Regions from separate parts of the Gossypium hirsutum genome. Here region 2 is linked to region 1. The links are chromatin contacts, called in public Hi-C maps. All regions are on one chromosome and are shown on one strand. Each heading gives the region's core, a stretch centred on a gene start, on an enhancer-like site or on the middle of the called end of the contact. The rest is flanking DNA. Distances are from core to core; before and after follow the strand shown.

The links. Hi-C and Micro-C count contacts between places; a contact is called where the count stands out from the background.
Region 2: a Hi-C map of leaf shows a contact between it and region 1, with 2.2 times the contacts expected there. The contact joins the promoter of LOC107919301 here to the promoter of LOC107918537 in region 1. A contact is called at or near these places in 5 of 34 Hi-C or Micro-C datasets (callus, hypocotyl, leaf and 1 more).

What each region holds. Positions count from the first base shown.
Region 1 is chrD13:36,413,342-36,420,945 of Gossypium_hirsutum_v2.1, forward strand. LOC107918537 (40S ribosomal protein S24-1) reads left to right here and starts at 4,858. Exons shown (of 5, transcript XM_016848116.2): 1 at 4,858-5,097; 2 at 5,386-5,427; 3 at 5,531-5,701; 4 at 6,219-6,305; 5 at 6,395-6,748. The coding sequence starts at 5,026. The coding sequence ends at 6,427. It also overlaps the pseudogene LOC107919184.
Region 2 is chrD13:36,647,602-36,655,205 of Gossypium_hirsutum_v2.1, forward strand. It overlaps LOC107919301 (probable transcription factor At3g04930), which reads left to right and starts at 3,582. Exons shown (of 1, transcript XM_041109731.1): 1 at 3,582-5,422. The coding sequence starts at 3,666. The coding sequence ends at 5,060.

The DNA of each region.
Region 1 (7,604 bases), core at 3,608-6,107:
AATCTTGGATTTTAATGCAGATATGCCGCCTCATTTCATATAAATGGCTTAATTCCATTTTAGCCCTTTTTATTTTCTTTTAATCTATAATTAGACTTTTACCCTTTATTCATTTTAATCCTTTTTCCTAATTACTCTTAATTGAGCTAAATTCACCTATCTAAAACCTAATTAAACACACAACTAGTCTCGTAAATATTTCTAATAATTATTTTTGAACTCAATTTACTAAGACGGAGGCCCGATATTATACTTTTCCAATGCCCGTGAATTTTGGGTCATTACAGTTTTGATGTTAAATATTGTGTATGTGTGTTATGTTATTGAAGAGAAAGAGAATAGAAGTGAAGAACAAGTTGGAGACAAAGGCAAAGGGTTGGCAAAAGAGTAAAGGAATGAGGAACTCATTTCAAGTGTTTGATAGTAAGTATATTAAGATTTTTACTTTATCTAACAAACCCTAAATGAAAGCTTGATAAATTGATTTAGTAAAATTCATGGGATTTTTTTGTATATGAAAATGATAATTTGAATTATGGAAATTTTTTGAAGGTGAAGTTGTGTTCTTAAAATGAATTGAAAAGTATATATGTAGTGAATTTGAAGAAAAAAAAGACTGAATTGCAAAATGTTTAAAAGTTAGATAGGTTAAATAGATATTAATATGAATCATTTAAGTGAAATCTTAAATGTTGTTAAAATAAATGTAAAGTGAAATTTGATGATTGTTGATTCTATATAGATAAGGACTAAATTGTAAAAATAGTAAAATTTGAATTATTTTTATTTGTTGAGAAAATGTAATAAAATTGTATATTTTAAATGCTTATGTAGAAAAAATGAGAACTAGTAGAATATAAATGGCATGCCATTAGGAAAATTTCTACGCACGCAAGTGATAATGCCACTACAGTGCAAGTGATAGTAGCACTCTTGTGCAAATGGCAGTGGCACTCCGGTGCGAATTATCGATTTTTCCGCATATCTTATACGTTCAATTGAGTCTACAATTGAACTATAGATTTTCAAGGTAAGTGAATTCAATAATGATATTAGTAAGTAGCTTATAAAATTGTTAATTTGAGACCTCACTATAACTATTATTGAAATAAATTCATATCTGATGATAATGATTCATAATTGATATATATTATATATAATTAATGAATTGGTTTAAAATGTAAAGTTTAATTCTTGATATACTTACTAAACTTTCGCGAGCAACGTATTATTTTCAAACGCGTAGGTGAAGACTTGTTTTGAAGCTCTAGAATGAAGGTCGATTTTCTCTCATCTCATCACAAATCAAAACTTGGAAGAGCGTATGATTTTAAATTTTTGGTATTAGCTCATGACATGTACATAGGGATATGTTAAGCATGTTTGCGAATGAATTTCAATGGAAGTGTGTGATGATTTTGATCTTCCTTGCTAGGTTTGTAAACTGTGATGATTTTGATCTTCCTTGCTAGGTTTGTAAACTTAGACATGTTTGATTTTGTATTAAATTGAATTAGGTGATGTTTAAGGTTGGAAATTTGTACATTTGAATGGATTATTGGCTTAAATGGATGATAGATACCATATGGATGTTGTCTTAGGTGATAGGAATTAAAATGCTTAAGATTCAAGGTGTCAAATTTCACGTCGCAACATCGGGTTCATGATGTCACGACGAACCCTACTCAGTAAGTGACATTGAGACGTGGTACATTCGTGGTTGCAACAAGCTCTAGTTAGCGAGTGACATTGCGACATGACATCCATAAAGTCGCGACGAGCACTCAATAGTTTAGAACTTTACGTTTTGATCCTTAAACAATCTTGGATTACTTAGGGAGTTTTCATAAGCTTGAAAAAGTATATAAATCATATTTTAATTGTATTATGAGCTCAATAACTTGAGTAAAAAAAATGTTTAATTGATATGAAAATATTGTAGGTGCTCTGGCAACAAATGTGACATGCTGCTACCTTGATCAACGATCGGGTGAGGTAAAGGGTGAATAATTGATCATCTCTGATCTCTCTATCTCTTTCTGAAAAGCTATGCAAAATTAGATATTGTTATTTCATGTCAAAGAAAATATACACTGTTTTTCCTTTTTAACATCTTTGGAGAATGAATTATCTTTTACATCATGAAACAGATTGTTCTGAGTTTGATGAAGTTGATCCAGCTGGAAGATATGGCAGAGTAGAACTCCTCCTTTCTTTTATTTATTTATTAGTTTGATTCTTTGATCTTACTTTTTTTGTTCTTTTTTGTTTCAGTAGAATGAAATCCTTGGAAAAGGAGCTTCAAAGATAGTGTATGAATGAGAATCATGATAACTCCAATCTAATACTTTTTTTGCTCATTTATTTTTAATACCCAGATTTTTTTCTTCTTGTTTTAATGTGTGGTTGGTTCGATGAATATGAGGGGATTGAAGTTGCTTGCAATTAAGTAAAACTCCATGATATTTTACAAACCCCTGAAGATTTCGAAAGATTTTACTGTGAAAGTCATCTTCTTAAGACATTGAAACACAACATTTTGAGGCTTCATACTTCCTTGGTAGAAAATCGAATGCTTTCTATAAGGTTAAAGATCCAGAAGTCTGACAATTTGGGGAGGAATGTTTGGCAACTATGTCTTTGAGGTTGTTTGCAAGAGAGTTGTTGAATGATTCTTTTCTCCAGATTGATGATTTAAGATCACTGGAGTATAGGAGAGAACTTGATGAATTGGGGCCTCTCATTCGACAACCATATCCGGAACTTCATTTCAGTAGTACTTCTTATCATAACAGTTATGAGACCCTGAATGAATGGGGGTATCATCTTGCTGAAACCGAGCTTTTCAAGCATCAGGAGGATGAACATGCTGTGGATCTTGACATAAGCATTAAGGGGAAGACGAGATATGATGGTGGTATCTGTTTGAGACTCTGGATCGCTGATAAAGATGGTTAGGAACTTCCTCAACATTTTTTTTTCAATGTGGAAACCCGAATCTGACTAGTATTTGCTCTTTCTGTCAACTTGCAGGTCGTATTCAAAATACATAGTTCCCATTCGACATTGAAATTGATACCGCATGGAGTGTTGCTACCGCAATGGTTGCTAAATTGGATATCATTGATCAAGATGTGACTAAAATAGTGGATATGATCGATGGGGAATTACCTGCTTAGTACTGGATTGGAGGACAGGGCAAGGAGTCAAGGAAACACCCCGGTTTGTGAACTTCTGTCACGATTGTGCTACCAACCGTACATCTACAAGTTCCCTCTTCGATTTCTTAACGCAAAATGCAGGCATCAAAGGTTTGCAACTTCTTCAGTGTTGTAGAAACGAATGTGCTTCAATGTATGGCCGATTCGAAGAGATTAATTTTCTGGTTTAGGAATTTGAGAATTATATGACTGATGGAGCACCAAATGAATCAACCAAATCGGTGCATCACCATGAGATAAGGGACAAGTAGGGGAGCTGCAAGCATAGTCCAATTTGCGCACGATAGAGCCATTTGGACGAAGAGTACGAAAAATCAGATAAGCCGTTCTCAGTAATGCAAGAAGTTCAATCTTGTGTTTGACAGGTTCTCAGTCTTCTCTGCTGTTCATTCATAATATCGTGATTCTTGGACAGTTTTGGTACAAACTCCAACACTACCTGGTATCAACAAATAGGATTCATATCATATTCTTCAAGCATTTCGACTCCGGTTTCCATGACTGTAAGAATAGAAGCTACTCCGATCCGGATACTCAAAACTCTGTCAATGAATAACACCCCTCCCAGAGTCCCAGTTGATGCTGTTGGTATATATAAAATGTGCAAGAGTGTTTGAACAATGAAAATCCACCCTTTTTGATAAAACAGTATATGTTTCACCTTTTCCCTCTCCTAATCCTATTTTGGAGCAAATCATTCAATCTCTAACAAACAGATGACAACATACAACCAGTTGATAATCGATCTGTAAAGGAAGATCCTAAGCATTATTTTATGTTGGAAAATCAAACAATGAAAACCCATTTTGCACCATAAATCTTTCTTTCCTTTTCTCCAAATGATTCGTGTATGTACTCTATATGGAAATATTTAAAAAAAATTTCCCTAACTTTTTCGTGTATTTGAAAGATTCCTTCATGCATATTTACCAAAAAAAAAAATTAAGAGTTTGGATAACATTACCCTTTTTAATTGTAAATCTCTACTAAAAAATCATTAAAAAAATGAAATACCGAAGAAAATACTTTTACACAAATTTAAGACTCGGTGATCGGTAAGAGCGAGACCAGTTCAGTTAGGTTGGGTTGTTTGAACTTTTTTGATTTGATTTAGTTTTCGGTTTTTTATATTTATTTTTTATTTTTAGATTTATTTTAACAAAATAAGCTCTAGTCGTAAATATTTCTAAAAACATAAATTTTCATGCAAGTAAAAAAAGTTATTAACTTCTATAAAATATTTTTTTGAAATAATTTTCGGATTAATTTTTAATTTCTCTATTTTTCATCCTTAACTCTACTGATTGGTGTATGCATCATGATAAGTTCTAATTCTAAATTTACCTTAAAAAGATTATATACTGTCACAATTTCAGAACGGATCAATTCAAAATTAATCGATAGTTGAAGATTGATTTTCCATCCGTAATTATAATTCATTGAACGTATTATTCCAAAGAAGAAAAAGTTTAAACACCACCATAATTATTAATTACAAAACAAAATCTTGATTATCCAATTTTGATGAAATTTCAATACCCGAATTCTGGCATAGCCCAACAAAACTAGAAAGTTGGGTCAGGCCTAAAACAATCAAATTCTAAAATTGTTAGCCCAATCCAAGTGTCATTACTCATAGAAAGTTCGCTTAGCCCCAAAAAGAAGCAAAACCCTAATTATCAGTGGTATAAATTCTCGCCATTTCCGTTGTCTTGCTTGAGTTGCTGCTGTCGTCTTTTGAAAGCCTTCAGAGCATTTACCATTGACCTGTGCCGGAAAGGAAATAAGAAGATTTTGCTTGACCATGGCTGACAAGGCAGTGACTATTAGGACCAGGAAGTTCATGACCAACAGGCTTCTTTCCAGGAAGCAATTTGTGAGTGCCCTTTTCTTTTCTCTCGTTAGCCAAGTTTAGTTCAATGTTCAATGTTCAATGTTCAATTTATAGATCTGATTAAATAAGGGACTTACAGGATATAGTTGCTAAATTTGCGATTTTATTGCATTGCTGATAAGATGCTTAATTTAGAACATTGTTTGAATTTTTATTTGAATACAATACACCTCTTTGCTTAAAAAATGCGATTATAGTAAAATATGTTCTTTGCTTAAAAATATTTGTTTGAGTTTATTGTTAACATGACTTTTCCCCCCCTTTTTTTAGATCATTGACGTTCTACATCCTGGAAGACCCAATGTTTCCAAGGTAAATCTTTAATGTTTTTCAATAATATCAGAATCTTATCTTAACTGGTCGTGTACCATGGATTGTATTAACTGCTTTTTGACTGTTGATTTATTGTCTTTAGGCGGAGTTGAAGGAAAAGCTCTCTAGAATGTATGAGGTGAAGGACCCCAATTCAATCTTTGTGTTCAAGTTTAGGACTCATTTTGGAGGTGGAAAATCTACTGGATTTGGTTTGATTTATGATTCTGTTGAGAACGCCAAGAAGTACGAGCCCAAGTACAGGCTGATCAGGGTAATTGTTGATGGCTCTATTCTATATTTTCTCTGGATTTGTTAGTTGTATGAGCTGCATTTGCTTTAACATGTTGAATTCTATTTCTCTTATGGACTTTATCTGCAGAATTCTCTTTTCACACTTTAAGCATTGCTCAATTCTATGTTATACTCCCTCTCTTTGTTTTTGTTGAAGTACTTGTATCTGACCCATGTTTGGACTTAGAAAAGATTAAAACATATTCGTACCTAACACTCTTAGCTAAGTCCAAGTAACATAGACTATAGTGCATGGAGTCAACCTAGCACTTAAAGTGTTGTATTTGGAACTAGAGTTTGGTGCTCTAATTTGTGCTTGAGGACTGCCTGCTAATGAAGAAAGCTTGAGCCAGTTTTCATTATTGACTCTGAAGGCCTTTTCCCAATTTCATACCTTTTGTATTCCTAGTGGTTGTTCTGAGTTGTACTATATCGGTGTCTCTTTGAAAAGGTCCCTATGTAATGTAAGAAACTAATTATTTATGCTGCTGTTTCAGAATGGACTCGATACCAAGGTAGAGAAATCGAGGAAACAAATGAAGGAAAGGAAGAACAGGGCTAAGAAGATCCGTGGAGTAAAGAAGGTAAGATTGATCGACATTTTTACTTACCTTACTTGAACTGCTGTCATTTTGTAAACGTCTGACTAACTGTTTTTGCTTGTTTCAAATAGACCAAGGCCAGTGAAGCAGCAAAGAAGAAGTGAGAGCTAAAAGGCAAAACTCGTGCTTATCACAGAGCCAATGCTTTTCAACATTGTTTTTTAGGGTTCTTGAATCTTTTGTTTTGGAAACCAGATTTTTGGTGTTGTTATCTGATGTTTAGTTATATTATTACGATCTGATTTTTCTTATTTTGAGAATTCTTTCATGGCAGATTTTGAAATATCCCATGTTTTGCCATTGATATTGTCAGGCAGTACTTGCTCTATCATCCTACCAAATCTTGAATCCAAAAAAAAAAAAGGTAGTTGATGCAAGAAAATCTTAAATGCACTTTATGAATAGATATGCAACACTTTTTTGGATGTCCTTCCATGAATAGATTTACTAATTTGTCCGAATGAATATGTTGAACGACTTTTTTCATGTGTAAAGATTTTTAAAGGTAAAATTCATGTGTAATTATTATATATATTTCCGGATATGTTAGGTTAATAGTTTTCGTTTGAGATCATCTTTTATGTGGTTTCGATAAAAGTATAATAAATTAATTGAGATTTTGATTCATTTAAAATGTTTAGTTATATGCCAATGTCTATTTGGAGAACAGTTAAATCTTGCTTATTAGGGTACAACAAATCAAATTGTGTGTTGTTTGTATGATACTTTATTTTAGATATGCTCTTTTAGGATCAAGACTCTTTATCCTTTTCACAAAGGACGAAAGTGTTTTACTCGTATCTAATTTTATACCATCATCGGGTTTTGGATTTTTTACCAAAATAATGTGAGAAAAAATAATTATTTATCAAAATGGGGAGGCAAAAAATTATTTAGGAAAATAGATATTTTGTTATAGTCCCTTGCTGGTGTCTTTTAACACATAGGCAGCACTATCTAACTTTTTCTTAATCATTATGTCATGGTTAATTTTTTTTAAAAATCATTTTTAGTACCATTACTGTATTCTGTATGTATTTTTTTTAAAAAATACCTGAAAAATATGGATATGTCGATTTAAAAAAAATTATTGATGCCCCCGACACTGGCGAGAATATAAATTTTTTTTGACTGGAAATGGAAAAATTAAACTGAAGTTAGAAGAATAGCCTTAGCAAAAGAAGAGTAAAAACTTCGTATTCACCAGCAAAGCAGTTTACTTTTAACTTTTATAAGAAAAGAAAAAAGGAAAACTAAAAAGCTTTGGGTCTTTACTTTTTG
Region 2 (7,604 bases), core at 2,332-4,831, 230 kb after region 1:
TTTATGCAATCTATACACACAAGTCCATAAATCATACATTTCTCATCAAAATCATTATACCATACTTTTCTAACCTAAATCTTATGGTTTTATCTCTTTTCACCAAAGTTTCTAAAATGCATAACACACATGCAAGAGTCAACTTAGAGACTCACCTGACTACCCTGAACAACAGCTTGATCTCTAAATCTCGACATCAAATCTAAAAGTTTGCTGCAACCACTAGGGTACGAAACAATTATTGGTATGAATTTTGATCTTTTAGTTTCAACTTAGCAAGAAAGATCATTACTCCATTCCAAAGCAATCAGCGATGGTGCTTTCAAATAAATGAAGAAGATAACCCTTTTTCTTTATGTTCTAGATTTCCTATAAATATATATAGTGGAAACTCACTTTCTCTTAGTGGAGCTTGACACGTGTCACCAATCTTCAACACTCTCTTTCTCTTTATGGTTTAAAGTTATAAAGAAACGTATACCAGTATCTAAAATCGTTACTTATCTCTTACTTACTTTTTCGTACAGTCTTAACCATCTCATTAGAATGTAACTTTTACAGTAACTAGTTAAACTTGGCGTACCCCACTCCAAGCAATAATTTTTTTAACATAAGAACCCTTATCACTATCACTAATTTCTTCTTTTGTACCTATGCACGCGTTCAGATTACAATTCTTACTTTATACTCTAACACTAACTATGCTCATTAAATATACACTGAAAGCGTCCATTAGGCAGGTAGGACCACGCCACTCAAATTCTTCGACTACATGCCCTAACCTAGGGCCTGCCAATACTAGGTGTTGCATCATACCACAAATATCATCCACATTAAGGCAATGACGTAAAAGAACTTCACAGTTTGCTTTCTCCAAAGCTAACAATACGGTGTCCTTCAAATGAACCAAATCAAAGAATTGTTCACGTATAAAACCTTTTTTATAAACAAATCGCAATACAATTTCTATTTGTTCTTTCTTTGACTTATCACTAGCTTCATCCACTATAATGCAAAACTTTGAATATATAACCTTTTTTTGAATGAATCCTTGGATTTTACTCGCCAAAATAGAAAGAATGGCCTTCTCAATAGTCGGATTGACATATCGTGCATTTTGAGAGGTATTTTCTAAGACAATTGCCTCCACATCTTCATTATAATAAGCTGAGAGTTTTATTAGTTTAAGAAAGTTAGCTTGATTTCTTGAATCTTGTGCTTCATCACATCCTCTAAAGGCACAACCTTGAAATACAAGCCACTTGACAACATCTATTGACACCTTGAATTGCAACCAATTTCTTACAACTAGTTCAAAATTTTATTCCTCTTTTAGTATTTTGCAAGAAATTCTGAAGATCAAGTTAACTTTTCATTACATTCTTATGTAAAGAATTTGCATCCTTACCCACATGAGTAATAAAGGACATTTAGATCCTTCATTGACCTTCTTCCATGATTGAAATCCTTGGCTTGTAAAAGTATTTTCATGATGCCTAAATGGCTTGTTGAAGAGAAAACAAAGAAGACAATATACAACATTCTTACAAGGTGAAAAATCGAGCCAACTCGGGAATAGCTTGTACCAAGATGGGAGAAATCGACATCCATTCTTGTCAATATACTGAGGAGATGTTGGAGCCTCACTTGGACGAATCAATTGATATGGCCCAAACTTAATGTAAGCTCGACGGACTTTGTCTTGTTGATTTTGAGGGTAATCCTAAATAGGTTTTTGAAGTCTCAAATCACGCTCTAAAGAAGAAGCATCAAACTCCTTTGTTTCGAATCTTGAAAACTTATGAGGACGTTCAGGAACTTAAGAAGACCAAATATCTCATTCTGGAGCTTGGGAGGACTCAATATCTCATTCAAGATCTTAGGATTGAGAAGACATGATATCTCGTTTAGGAGATTCGAAAGACTCGATATCGCATTCAAGAGTTTGGGATTGAGAAGACCTAATATCTCATTCAGGATCTTGGGACGATACGATATTTATTCTTTTTTCCACTAATAACAAAAGGTTGAGGAACTGATTGATCATTATTTGTTTCTGACACTCTTTTCTTGAAAAAGATTCGATCTTTTTGCTGACCATAATTTTATCGAAAAACCTGAAGATTGTAATAATATATTAAACAACAAAATATTAGGAAAAAGAAAAAAAATGATAAGTCAAATAAATAAAGAACATAATTTATGAAAAAATATTTACCGAGAGGAAGATAATTTGTATTTTTTTTTACTTTGTGCTCTCAGTCTCGGCATCAAACTCATTTTTTTTTCTTTCAACAATGTCAACAGCTTACCAAAGGAAGACAATTCCTTAGCAAGACATACAAATCAAAATACAAGAATGTCACTAACCTAATATGTATAGGTATGAGCCAAATCAATTCATTCTGGAATTTGGCTTTAAAGTTTATATTGAGCCTCTAAGTTTAGTCTTTCAAGGCCCATCATACATTAATATTTGATTATTATTATTTGGCCAATGGGGCGAATGTTATATAATGTGGACACCAAACCTAAAATATATGATAATTTATATATATAATTCAAAAATCTAAAAATTCCAAGGGAGCGACTACACTCTCGTGGCCTCTAGATCCATCCCTGCCAGCCATTGAATAAAGAATCTGGAAGATTGCTTGATGCAGTAGGTTTAGATAGAGAGAAAAAAAAAGGAAGGAGATGAAGAGATTTTTATGTGTTGATTTTTTCTTCGGCTGTTGAGATGAACTTATATATGGGAGACAAGGACGTCCACGTGTCATGAGTTTTATTGATAGTAAAGTTATACTTTATTCCCTTGTAGTGGTGATGATGTGATGCCCTAAGATAGGATTTTTTAGGATACTTGAGTGATCAATGAATTTGATACCCCATGTACGCCCAACGAGGGTTATCTCGTGATGGTTCGTCAGTTGATTGTGGTCCAAGTTGGCTTGGTTCACCTAGTTAGAGCTTTGCTTAGAATGAATACATTAGCATATATTTGACCTATTGATGACACATGAAGGGACACATGGAGCAACTATAATAAAATTGAATAAAAGTGAAGCTAATTTTATTTGAATAATAAAGTCTATTACACTTATGAATTGAAAATTAATAAAAACCAAAAGAGAACCAAAGAACCGACAAGTATCATGGAGTCTGCTTGACTCGATAAGTTTGATTTGGGTTTGGACAAATTTTTTAAATTTTGAATTGATTCAATACTATATGAATTTAAATTAAATAATTTTTGAAGTATATTTAAATTTTAATTATAAAATTTATAAATTAATTATAAAACTATAATTTTATCTTTAAAAATGAAATGAATAAATTGACAAAGCTGAGAAGGTTTTTTAAAATCGAGCTTAAGCAAACCTATTATTTTATGAATTTTTAAAATAAATATATTGAATTATTAAATTAAAAATTAATTTGAAAAGTCTTACATTTTTTAATATTATGTATATTAATTAATTTTTAAAAAGGATTACAAAATAAAAATATTTTAAAACGTATACTCATGCCCACGTGATACCGAAAACTAATTATCCCAACTATAATACCACTAATGGAAATAATAAAATGAAATGGATTTTGATTTAGCCCATTCTAAATCTATTTTTACTGAACAGGTACACGCACCATAGAAGCGCGTTGACATGGGGTATGAACCCCACACGGGCCAAACTCTAACCAAACTAACCTCTTTCCTTTCACCAAGTCCAACACGCTTTTTTAATCAACAAAATCCTCGTGAACCTCTTTCGTTTTCTACTCTCTCTCTCATGGCTTCCGAGCAGTACGGTGCCGTTTTCGAGGAATCTCAGGACGACGACGAGGAACCCTCTTCCTCCGGCAACGACGACGTGCTCAACGGTCACGACGAAGAGGACGAGGAGTTGCTAGAAGAAGAAGAGGAAGAAGATTTTAATTCCCCCTCTTTGCTACCTCAACCGATTGCCGCAGTCGTACCCTCCGCCTCAATCCCCGCCGTTCCTCTTGCCGTTCCTTCATCCACCGTCGTGACCGTTGCTTCTGTTCCTCTCGGGGGTTCGATTCCCGACTCTAAACGACAACGGATTGATTCCGCCATCTCCGAGAAAAAACCTCCTCCGCCGCAACAATTCGACGAATCGCGGCGGTTATTTCAACGTTTATGGACTGATGAAGACGAGATCGAGCTTCTCAAAGGATTTCTCGATTACACGACTTCGAAAACCAACTCTAATTCTTCTCACCATCACCATCACGATACGGCGTTGTTTTACGATCTAATCAAATCGAAACTCCAGCTCGATTTCAACAAGAATCAGTTAGTCGAGAAGCTTCGAAGATTGAAGAAGAAATATAGGAACGTGATGAATAAGATCAATTCAGGTAAAGAATTTTCCTTCAAAAGCCCTCATGATCAAGCTACTTTTGAAATTTCTAGAAAGATCTGGAGTAGTAGTGTTGGCAAAGTAGAAGATAATGTTTTAGATTATGATGAAAATAATATTACTCCTACTACTACTACTAACATCAATTTACTCGATGAAAGTGGAGAGAAAAAGAATCTTACTCCGAAATCCGCAGCCAATAAGAGAAGGTCAAGGAGTAAAGGAGGGAAACTGGAAGAGAAAAGAGTTTTAAATGATGGGTTTGTGATTTCTAACAATAATTTTAATAATAGGAGTGATCATGACCAGGGTAATGTGGAAGGACTGGGTGGCGGTGGCGGTGGTGCTGGAGGAGAAAGAGGAAACCTGACAGCAGTAGTAGAGGAGGCGGTGAAGAGTTGTTTAACACCCGTGTTTAAGGAGTTGTTAGGTAGTTTAATTGGAGGAGGGGGAGGAGGGGGAAGAGGGATTAGTGGTATGGCTATGAATGCTATGCCATTGAGTTTTGGCGGAACTTTGAATTTTGGTGGCGGTGTTGGAGGTAATGTGGAGTTCATGGATGAGAGGTGGAGGAAGCAGCAAATATTGGAGTTGGAAGTTTATTCTAAGCGGTTGGAGTTGGTGCAAGATCAGATTAAGGTGGCTCTGGAGGAGCTTCGGTCGATTGGAGGGTGATTTCTGAGTACGGGTGCTTATTAGTTATTTCCGTGAAAGGTTTCTTTTCTTTTCATTGATGGATCAGCTGATAGTGTAGGGGAGTAACTGGTTTTTCTTAGTTTGGTTTTGGGTTTTCTTTTTTCTTTGCTTATTTGATAGAAATGAACAGTTATCGGAATAATGATTTATAATTATTTAGTCTTTGAATCAATAGTTTGTTCTAGTTGTTCTCATTTGTGTATATATGGTTTTTATACATGGGTTGGGATGACTTGCTTAGAAATAAAAGACAGATGTTATGGTTCATTTAATGCAAATGTGCAAGATCTAACATTGTAGAATTTGTTGAACGGATTCAACAACAGTTTACTATTTTACTACATTGTTTTAAAAAGTTATATTTGAGTTGAAATTCAATTTATCAGATAGCTTGTTGTGATATGTTGGTGGTGGTGTGAAGATCTACATTGTTCCGATTCTTTATTTTCCTTAAGAGCATCCATTTCTGACACATATCTGGACGAATAGGAGTTTGATTTTCCAAGTGTACAGAAAGACGCAAAAGATTGAGCATACTCATATTAAAGTCATACATTTATCTGACACTCACCCTTGAGTCCAAGCAGCATAGGTTGAAACTTATGGGATGGAAGGGAAACTAGGACTGGGATAATCTTATTTTCATACCTGCCATTCTATTCTTTATAACTTCAAAACTAATTATCTATGATGATTTGCTTCTAATGAGTATGGTTTGTGATTTCTTGGTGCCATTTCTTATGCTTTCTATCGTCTAGTATTTCTTGCAAACTTGTTTTAGGGTTTCATAAAAAAGATTGTAATGTTTGACTCTATGAAAGGTAATAGTCATATTGGATATACTGCCTGAGGTCAAAGGCTGTTTTGTGCATCTAGCATGAAATGCTTGCAAGCCTCAACGATCTAACTTTCCATTTCGTAATTATGGTTTGGGAACTTAGAGATAACTAGGTATTTATCATTTCTGATGCTTTCTACTTTCAATCATATCGCAATTCATGCAAACTTGTGTTGGTGCTTAAAAGGACTGTAGTGTTGTCCGTATGAAATGTAATTCATATCGGATTTGTTGCTGACAGCAGAGGCTGTTTTCTGCATCCAGTATGCAATGCTTGCCTTTTGTTACTTGGACTCAGGTGTAAGTGTCTAACCCCGGTATATTCTTTCTTCATAAGTTCTTTCATGTATTTCGAGCATCTTTGAGTCTTGATATGTGTCGGACATGGGTACTTGAAGAAAAATGAAGTGAAGCAACATAAATGCTTGCTAGCAACAAAGGTCAAACTTTCCATTTGTGATTGCGGTTTGTAAACCTAGAGATACCTTGATAATTATCATTTGGGACCTAAGAAAGGTACCGCTCTGGTCCCAGGACATTTCGGAAGAACATGGCATGCATTTAGAACCTTTCTTCATTCAGAACCTATTAACCTGTTTCCTGTAAAACATTTCAGCTATAGTAATTTACATCCTATATAGTCCATGGAGTCATTTATCTTTCAGCTGAAGTTGTTTGGATATCATTAATGCTGGTAGTTGAAGCTCTAAGATGCTATACTTGATTGTTTCGCTGCATTTGTTTTTATGCCTGTTAGGCTGATTATATCTGCAGGTATTAGACTCTGTAGTCTGTAGTTATGGCCATATCAAGAAACATTTTTGGATTTTGCAGATGTTATTTGATGTTCAAACCTTTTAGTGAGTTTTCAACTTTGCATTTTTCTTCCAGTACCTGTATTTAACAATATGTTAAATATTTTGACATGGATATGAGGATTTTTTATTTTTTATTTGTTCGAAAGATGTGAGAATATCATCTTTATAAATGTACGAAACACATATGGACTTAAGAGTGAGCCTGTTCGGCCTTAGACTGTAGTTAAGGCCTTGTCAAAAAGTAACTTCGGTTTATTTGATGGAATTAAGCAGTTTTTTGGAACCAAGTTAATGAACAGACCGGCTAGATCGTGAATTCAACCGATTCAAAATTAAAAATTCTATAAATTTTCAAATTTAATTAAAAAAATTATAAAATAAGGATAAATTAATAAATACAAATAAATTATCATAGAAATATAAATGTTTAACTCAATACTTAAATTAAGTTTTTTTTTTTCATTTTAGCATATAAACTTCTTTTTTTGTCAAAAGTAGTTTTAAATTATTTTTTTCCTCAAATTAATAAATCTTTTTTTTTTAAAAAATTTAACTCACAAATTAGTACCTAAACAGTACAACCTAAGTCGATGCCTTTTTTTTTGTAACAAGTGGTATCTAAATTATTTTTCTGTTATTCATTCTATATCAAAATGTTATATGCGTTAAAAAAATTCAGCCAATAATTTATTGTCATATATAAATTTTAAAAATTAATTTTTAATTATTATATTCTATTATATTATATTTTATATTATTTCTCTCTATTTTTTATTTTTTATTTTTTCAATCTAGAGATAGAGGTTGAGCTAGTTGACTTGCGAACCAATATAGATCAGTTGAATCAACCAAAAATCAATTGAACCA